Linked DNA regions of Hordeum vulgare: region 1 is linked to region 2. The links are chromatin contacts, called in public Hi-C maps. All regions are on one chromosome and are shown on one strand. Each heading gives the region's core, a stretch centred on a gene start, on an enhancer-like site or on the middle of the called end of the contact. The rest is flanking DNA. Distances are from core to core; before and after follow the strand shown.

Region 1 (2,917 bases), core at 132-2,631, 360 kb before region 2:
CTTGGAGGAGTGCCGACAGGCCTTCTGCGCAAATGACAAACAAATACGGCGATAGCGGGTCCCCTTGGCGAAGGCCTCTCGTCGGAGAAAACTGCTCAGTGAGATCCCCATTAACCTTAATTTGGTATCTTACAGTGGTAACGCAGCGCATGATAAGCTTTACCACCTCGTGGCTGAAGCCCAGTCTGGACAACATGGCCTCCAAGAAACTCCACTCGACCCGATCATACGCCTTGCTCATATCCGCCTTGACCGCCGCAAATCCTTCTTTCCCCTTGGTCTTGTGAAGGAGATAGTCTGAAATCTCATATGAGATCAGCACATTATCGGTGATAAGTCTGCCAGGTACAAAGGCACTCTGATTGTCAGATATAATCTCTGGCAGGATCATTTTCATCCGGTTCGCGATTACCTTGGACACCAATTTATAAACCACGTTGCACAAGCTGATGGGGCGCAAGTCCTTAATCCTGGTCGGTGATTTAACTTTGGGAATCAGAACAATAAGGGTGTCATTCCACCCTTCTGGGATTGCGCCGCCATTAAGCACTGTTAAGACTTCCTCCACTACTTGATCCCCCATGAGGTGCCAGTTGCGCTTGTACACAACGGAGGGCATACCATCCGGGCCAGGTGCCTTCAGGTCTCCTATGTGATCAAGGGCAACTTTGATCTCCTCCTTAGTGAATGCAGCCGACATGAGGGTGTTCATCGCGAGTGTTACCCGAGGCTGCACCTTGCGCAGGAGATCCTCCATATGCCCCCCCACCGTTGTAGTGAATAAGTCCTGAAAAAAGGAGCACACATAATTGGTTAGCTCTGCCCCCTCCTGCACTACCGATCCATCCTCCCTCCTGAGCCCCTTAATTTTGTTTTTCTTCCTCCTCGCTGAAGCCACCGCCATGAAATATTTTGTGTTTCTATTCCCATCCTTGAGCCAAGCAACATGGGACCGCTGTTTTGCTTTGATATGTTGCTTCTCCTCCAAGTCATGCACAACACCCCGTAGCCTCCCCTCTTCTCGGACATTCGACTCGGATACTCGTGCGCACATACATCTCTCCAGCTTAGCCTGTGCCTTTTTCAGTCTTCCTGCTCTCTCCCCTACTTCCTCCTTATGCCAAGCCCGCATCTTGATAGCCACTTTCCTCAGATATTTTGTTTTAGTGAGTCATCCAAATCCAAACACGCCCCAAGTGATCACACACATATTTTGTTTTTTGAGTGGAAGTGATCACACACATGAAGAATGCCCATTGGGTTCCAGCCCAGCCCAAATTTAGTACGGATGGGTCGTTTACTCAGCCGGAAAAGCCTGACCGCACCCAGCCCACGAAGCCCGGCATTCCCTCCCGTCGGACCCAAGCCAAACCCTCGCATTCCGCAGCGATATATAAATAGCAGCACTAGGGTTACCCGCTTCGCCTTCTGCACACAGCCGCCGCCGCCGCCGCCGCCGCCGCCGCTCTACCGCAGGTGAGCACGCGCTACGATCTCTTCGCCGATCGCTTGTCGAAGTCTCGTCGTCTAGATTTTCGTTTCTCCGTAAACCCGCAGATGCGGAGCCCATTACTTTTGTGTAGTTCCTTCGCGGATGCCATATTCTCCTGCTGTTCTAGCGTTCAGCGTTGAGCGACATGGGACTCCGTCGCGTTTGGTCTTTGCAGTTTGCGGCTCTAATGGTTGTAGATCTAATGGTATCGGTATCTGGCTGTTTCTGGCATTGCAGGTAAGGAAGGAGCAGCGGCGATGTCGCACCGCAAGTTTGAGCACCCGAGGCACGGTTCCCTCGGCTTCCTCCCCAGGAAGCGCTGCTCGCGTCACCGTGGAAAGGGTACGCAGTCCAAGTATCACTTGCATTAGAGCACCTATTCCATGGCGCCCCGTTTCTTTCCATGCTGATGTAGTTGAGCGTGGTTTTCACATATAGCCTATAGTCTTATCTCATTGTGCTTGTATATGGTTGTTTGATTCAGATGTCCTCTCTTCTGTTTATTCTAGACCCCCCCCCCCCCCCCCCCCCCCCTATATTGGAACCTGTAAATAGTAGCAAATGTTGCTTCACACCTTTCCAGAATTGCATTGCGATCTTCTGTAGTGTGATCCAGTATTTCCCCTTGAATACGGTCTTAAAAATCCTTTGCACATCTATTCTTTGTTCAAATAAGGCAATTCTGTTAGAAATTGTTGTTACCTTGTACTAGTAACTACTTGTTTCTTCCGTGTGCAGTTCAGTGAATACTTATCTTATTTATCCGCCTCACTTGTTTATTTTCTCTTATGCAGTGAAGTCCTTCCCCAAGGATGACCAACAGAAGCCGTGCCACCTCACTGCCTTCCTGGGCTACAAGGCTGGAATGACCCACATTGTTCGTGAGGTCGAGAAGCCTGGATCCAGTATGTCTAACCATTCCGTTAAGCCGATCATGGTTGTTTGATTACTGAAACATGATTTATGCATAGGAACAATTCTAGTTTTTGTAAATAACACAGTTGCATGACCAGCTGGAAGCAATAGTCAGGTAGATACTTGCTAGCTTGTTATTTAGTTTATCATGCTGACCTAGTACTTCCATGTTATATTTGCCAACCGAAGTTATCTTCTGTAAATAGGGCCCTGCATGTTATATTTGCTTGATTGTTTGCTCTTGTTGATTCTTAAGTATTGCATATGGTTGTTGGTACATTGTGCAGAGCTCCACAAGAAGGAAACCTGTGAGGCTGTTACCATCATTGAGACCCCTCCTCTTGTCATTGTTGGTCTTGTGGCATATGTGAAGACCCCTCGTGGCCTTCGCACTCTCAACTCTGTCTGGGCTCAGCACCTTAGCGAAGATGTGAGGAGAAGGTTCTACAAGAACTGGTGCAAGAGCAAGAAGAAGGCCTTCACAAAGTACGCCCTCAAGTATGACAGTGA
Region 2 (3,159 bases), core at 451-2,950:
TCGCTAGCGCGAAAGGACGAGCGGGGCGACGGGGCTAGGGAAGAAACGAAGAGGAGCTCATCGCGAGTTGGAGGAGAGGCTCAGAGGGATCGAGGGCGAATAGGAATAGACGAATCGGGTGATGGCATCCGGTGGACGCGGACGGGGAAGATGGTCGCGGGTGTCGTCTTGTGGTTGTTCCGGCTCGAGCCCATTGGTGGAGAGGACAAGAACGATGCAACGAAGCTCATGGACATGATGGCTGGGCGAAACGATGGGCGGTGGTTGTGGTGTTTTGCGACGGCGCGCTCTGGCTCGTTCGGGCGGCTATGGGAGAGAGAGCAACGTGGAGGGGAGAGCTGCGGGTGAGAGAGAGAGAGAGGACACGTGAGTAGGTGGCGTGCTTAGAGGCAATGGGTAGGACACAAGCAAACAAGAGGTGGTGCGCGTGCTCAAGCGCGACGACCATGCGCCCAGTCCTACTGCCCCATGGAGGAAGACGACATGGGAGGCGCTGGGGGGCTGGGCCGCCACCTTGGCCGGGTGAGTCCTTTTCTCTCTCTGTTTTTCTTTTTCTTTTTCTTTTTCTATTTTCTGCAATTGTTTTTGATCAGATTGAAACACCAAATCAGTTTCTAAAATTCTAAGAATTTATATGCATGTTAGATGGATATAATCAAAGCTACACACTAAGTTTCAGAGTTATTGAAAATGTATTTCTTTTATAATAGAAATAAAGCCAATTCAAATACAATATGATTTAAATTCAACTGCCTAAAATATATTTTTAAAAATATTCTTAAATATTCGTTTGATATATAGTTCTTGCCAAAATTCTCAAAACCATTTGAAAGGCACTTTGGAAACGTTGAATGCAGTTTTATGGGGCTCTTTGCCCTTCTTTTAAAAAAAATTGAGGCCTCTAAAGATTCATGAATTCAATTTTGTAGAAGTCAACATGATGCAGGATCCTCACAAATACAACTAATTACAAGCATTATGTTAGGACTGTGGGATTGTCCACAAACGAATGCTGGATACAATATGATTTGAATTCAACTGCTAAAATATATTTTTAAAAATATTTTTAAATTTTTGGTTTGATATATAGTTCTTGCCAAAATTCTCAGAACCATTTGAAAGGCACTTTGTAAACGTTGAATGCAGTTTTTTGGGGCTCTTTGCCCTTCTTTTTTTAAAAAATTGAGGCCTCTAAAGATTCCTCAATTCAATTTTGTAGAATTCAACATGATGCTTGATCCTCACGAATACAACTAATTACAAGCATTATATTAGTACTATGGCAGTGTCCACAAACGAATGCAGGATACAATATGATTTAAATTCAACTGCATAAAATATATATTTTAATTGTTTTAAATTTTGGTTCGATAAATAGTTTTTGTTAAAATTCTCAGAATTATTTGAAAGGCATTCTGGAAACGTTGAATGCAGTTTTTTGGGGGCTCTTTGTCCTTTTTACATTTTGTCGAGGCTTCTAAAGATTCCTCAGTTCAATTTTCTACTAGAATTCAACACGATGCATGATCCTCACTAATACAACAATTTTTTTTTGAGACAACACTAATACAAGTAATTACAAGCATTACATTAGGACTGTTGCCGTTGAAGATGCCCTCGTAGGCTCGATGTAGTTAGTGGAGATGGCCCACGGCTCGTTCATCTGTTTCGCTGCGAGAGCGGTATGGGCGCGCATGCCAGCAGCACAACGAGAGTCCCAAGTGCACGTGTGCACGTGCTAACCATCCACAAGCACACACGCGAGTGGTGGTAGCGGAAGCCATGCCTCCCCTACTCCTCCCGGCCTCGCCGTCGTTATCGCTACACTCCGCCGCTGCCGCTGTCGCTGCGTCGTCCTCCCGCCGCGCCAGGGTCGCTGTGGCGTCCAGGAGCTCGTCGTCGTCGTCGTCGTCCTTGGACGAGTCCGCCTTCGAGGCCGAGCGGCTCCGCCTGGACGCCGACGCGCGGGCCTCGATGGCGACCACCGCCGCGGGGGCGCAGGCGGTGGCGGACCCGAGGGCGTGGAAGTGGAAGATACGAAAGCGGGTGTGGGACGTGCTGGAGGCCGAGGGCGTCGCGCGCAACCCCCGCCCCGTCCACCACCGCATCCCCAACTTCGATGGCGCCGCCGCCGCTGCCGATTCGGTTCGCTCTCTCCCTGTCTCCCTTTCGCTTCCCTCCACGGAGCCCCCCACCACGAAAACTAGCAGTCTATTGTTGTTGCTGTTACCAGCCGCGCATACGTCACATTACACAATTGGGGAGTGTTGTCTCTGTAAACCTGCGCCTGTTTAGTCGTCAGTTTAGTTTTCAGTTAGAGCAAATAAAACGGCTGCTGCACGAGCTTGTTTGTGCACTGGCCGATCCGTTGCTTTCGCTAGGTTAGTTAGCTGATAGTTAGCTGGTTTGCTAAGTTAGTTAGACAGGCCGCCGTGCGTGCATCGTGGGATGGCACGAGTTCATGCGAGCATGGCGGCATCGTGGGAGGTGGCGAGCGGGCGTGGGATGGCATGCCGTGAAGCTCGGATCACTACCCTGTTTTCCCTGTAATCAATAGCATAAATAACGAAGAAGAAACTTGCTGCCGCTGGCTGACAATTGGCATCAGAGCTAGCGTTCGCGCGGTTCCTGGAGCGCCATGGCCCGCAGCAACAAGGATGGAGAGGCAGTGGAGAAGGGGGAAGGGGGGGGGGGGGGCAAGTCGCCAACGAGGTCGCCGTCACGGACGCCGTCGACGCCACCGCGCAGAAGGAGCGTGATTCGGAGGGGCGGCAACGAGGTCGTCGTCCACGAGCGCGTGATCCGCGATGCCGGCGCAAGCTCCTACGTCGTCTACCCCACACTGACGTCAACCAACTACATCGAGTGGGCGCAGGTGATGAAAATCAACCTGCGCGCAGAGGGTCTCTGGGAGGCCATGTCCGGCATGGGAGAGCCGGGGGATCGCGAGGACATGGCGGCGCTGTCGGCACTAATCCGAGCAGTGCCACCGGAGCTGGTGCCCATCCTCGCCACCAAGGCCACCTCCGCAGAGGCGTGGGAGGCGGTCAAGCTGATGAAGATGGGGGTGCACCGCGCGCGCAACGCGACGGCACAGCTCCTCCGCTGGGAGTTCGAAGCGCTCGCGTTCAAGGACGGCGAGACGCTCGACAGCTTCGC

Evidence for each region. A called contact is a pair of places that touch in the nucleus more often than the background predicts.
Region 1: a Hi-C map of seedling shows a contact between it and region 2, with 3 times the contacts expected there. The contact joins the promoter of LOC123399600 here to the promoter of LOC123395778 in region 2. A contact is called at or near these places in 3 of 6 Hi-C or Micro-C datasets (leaf and seedling) and 1 of 1 datasets of contacts at active chromatin or transcription factors (embryo).

What each region holds. Positions count from the first base shown.
Region 1 is chr5H:236,674,447-236,677,363 of MorexV3_pseudomolecules_assembly, reverse strand. LOC123399600 (60S ribosomal protein L3) reads left to right here and starts at 1,381. Exons shown (of 6, transcript XM_045093999.1): 1 at 1,381-1,476; 2 at 1,730-1,834; 3 at 2,287-2,397; 4 at 2,695-2,917. The coding sequence starts at 1,750.
Region 2 is chr5H:236,310,389-236,313,547 of MorexV3_pseudomolecules_assembly, reverse strand. LOC123395778 (5-formyltetrahydrofolate cyclo-ligase-like protein COG0212) reads left to right here and starts at 1,700. Exons shown (of 7, transcript XM_045090808.1): 1 at 1,700-2,145. The coding sequence starts at 1,783.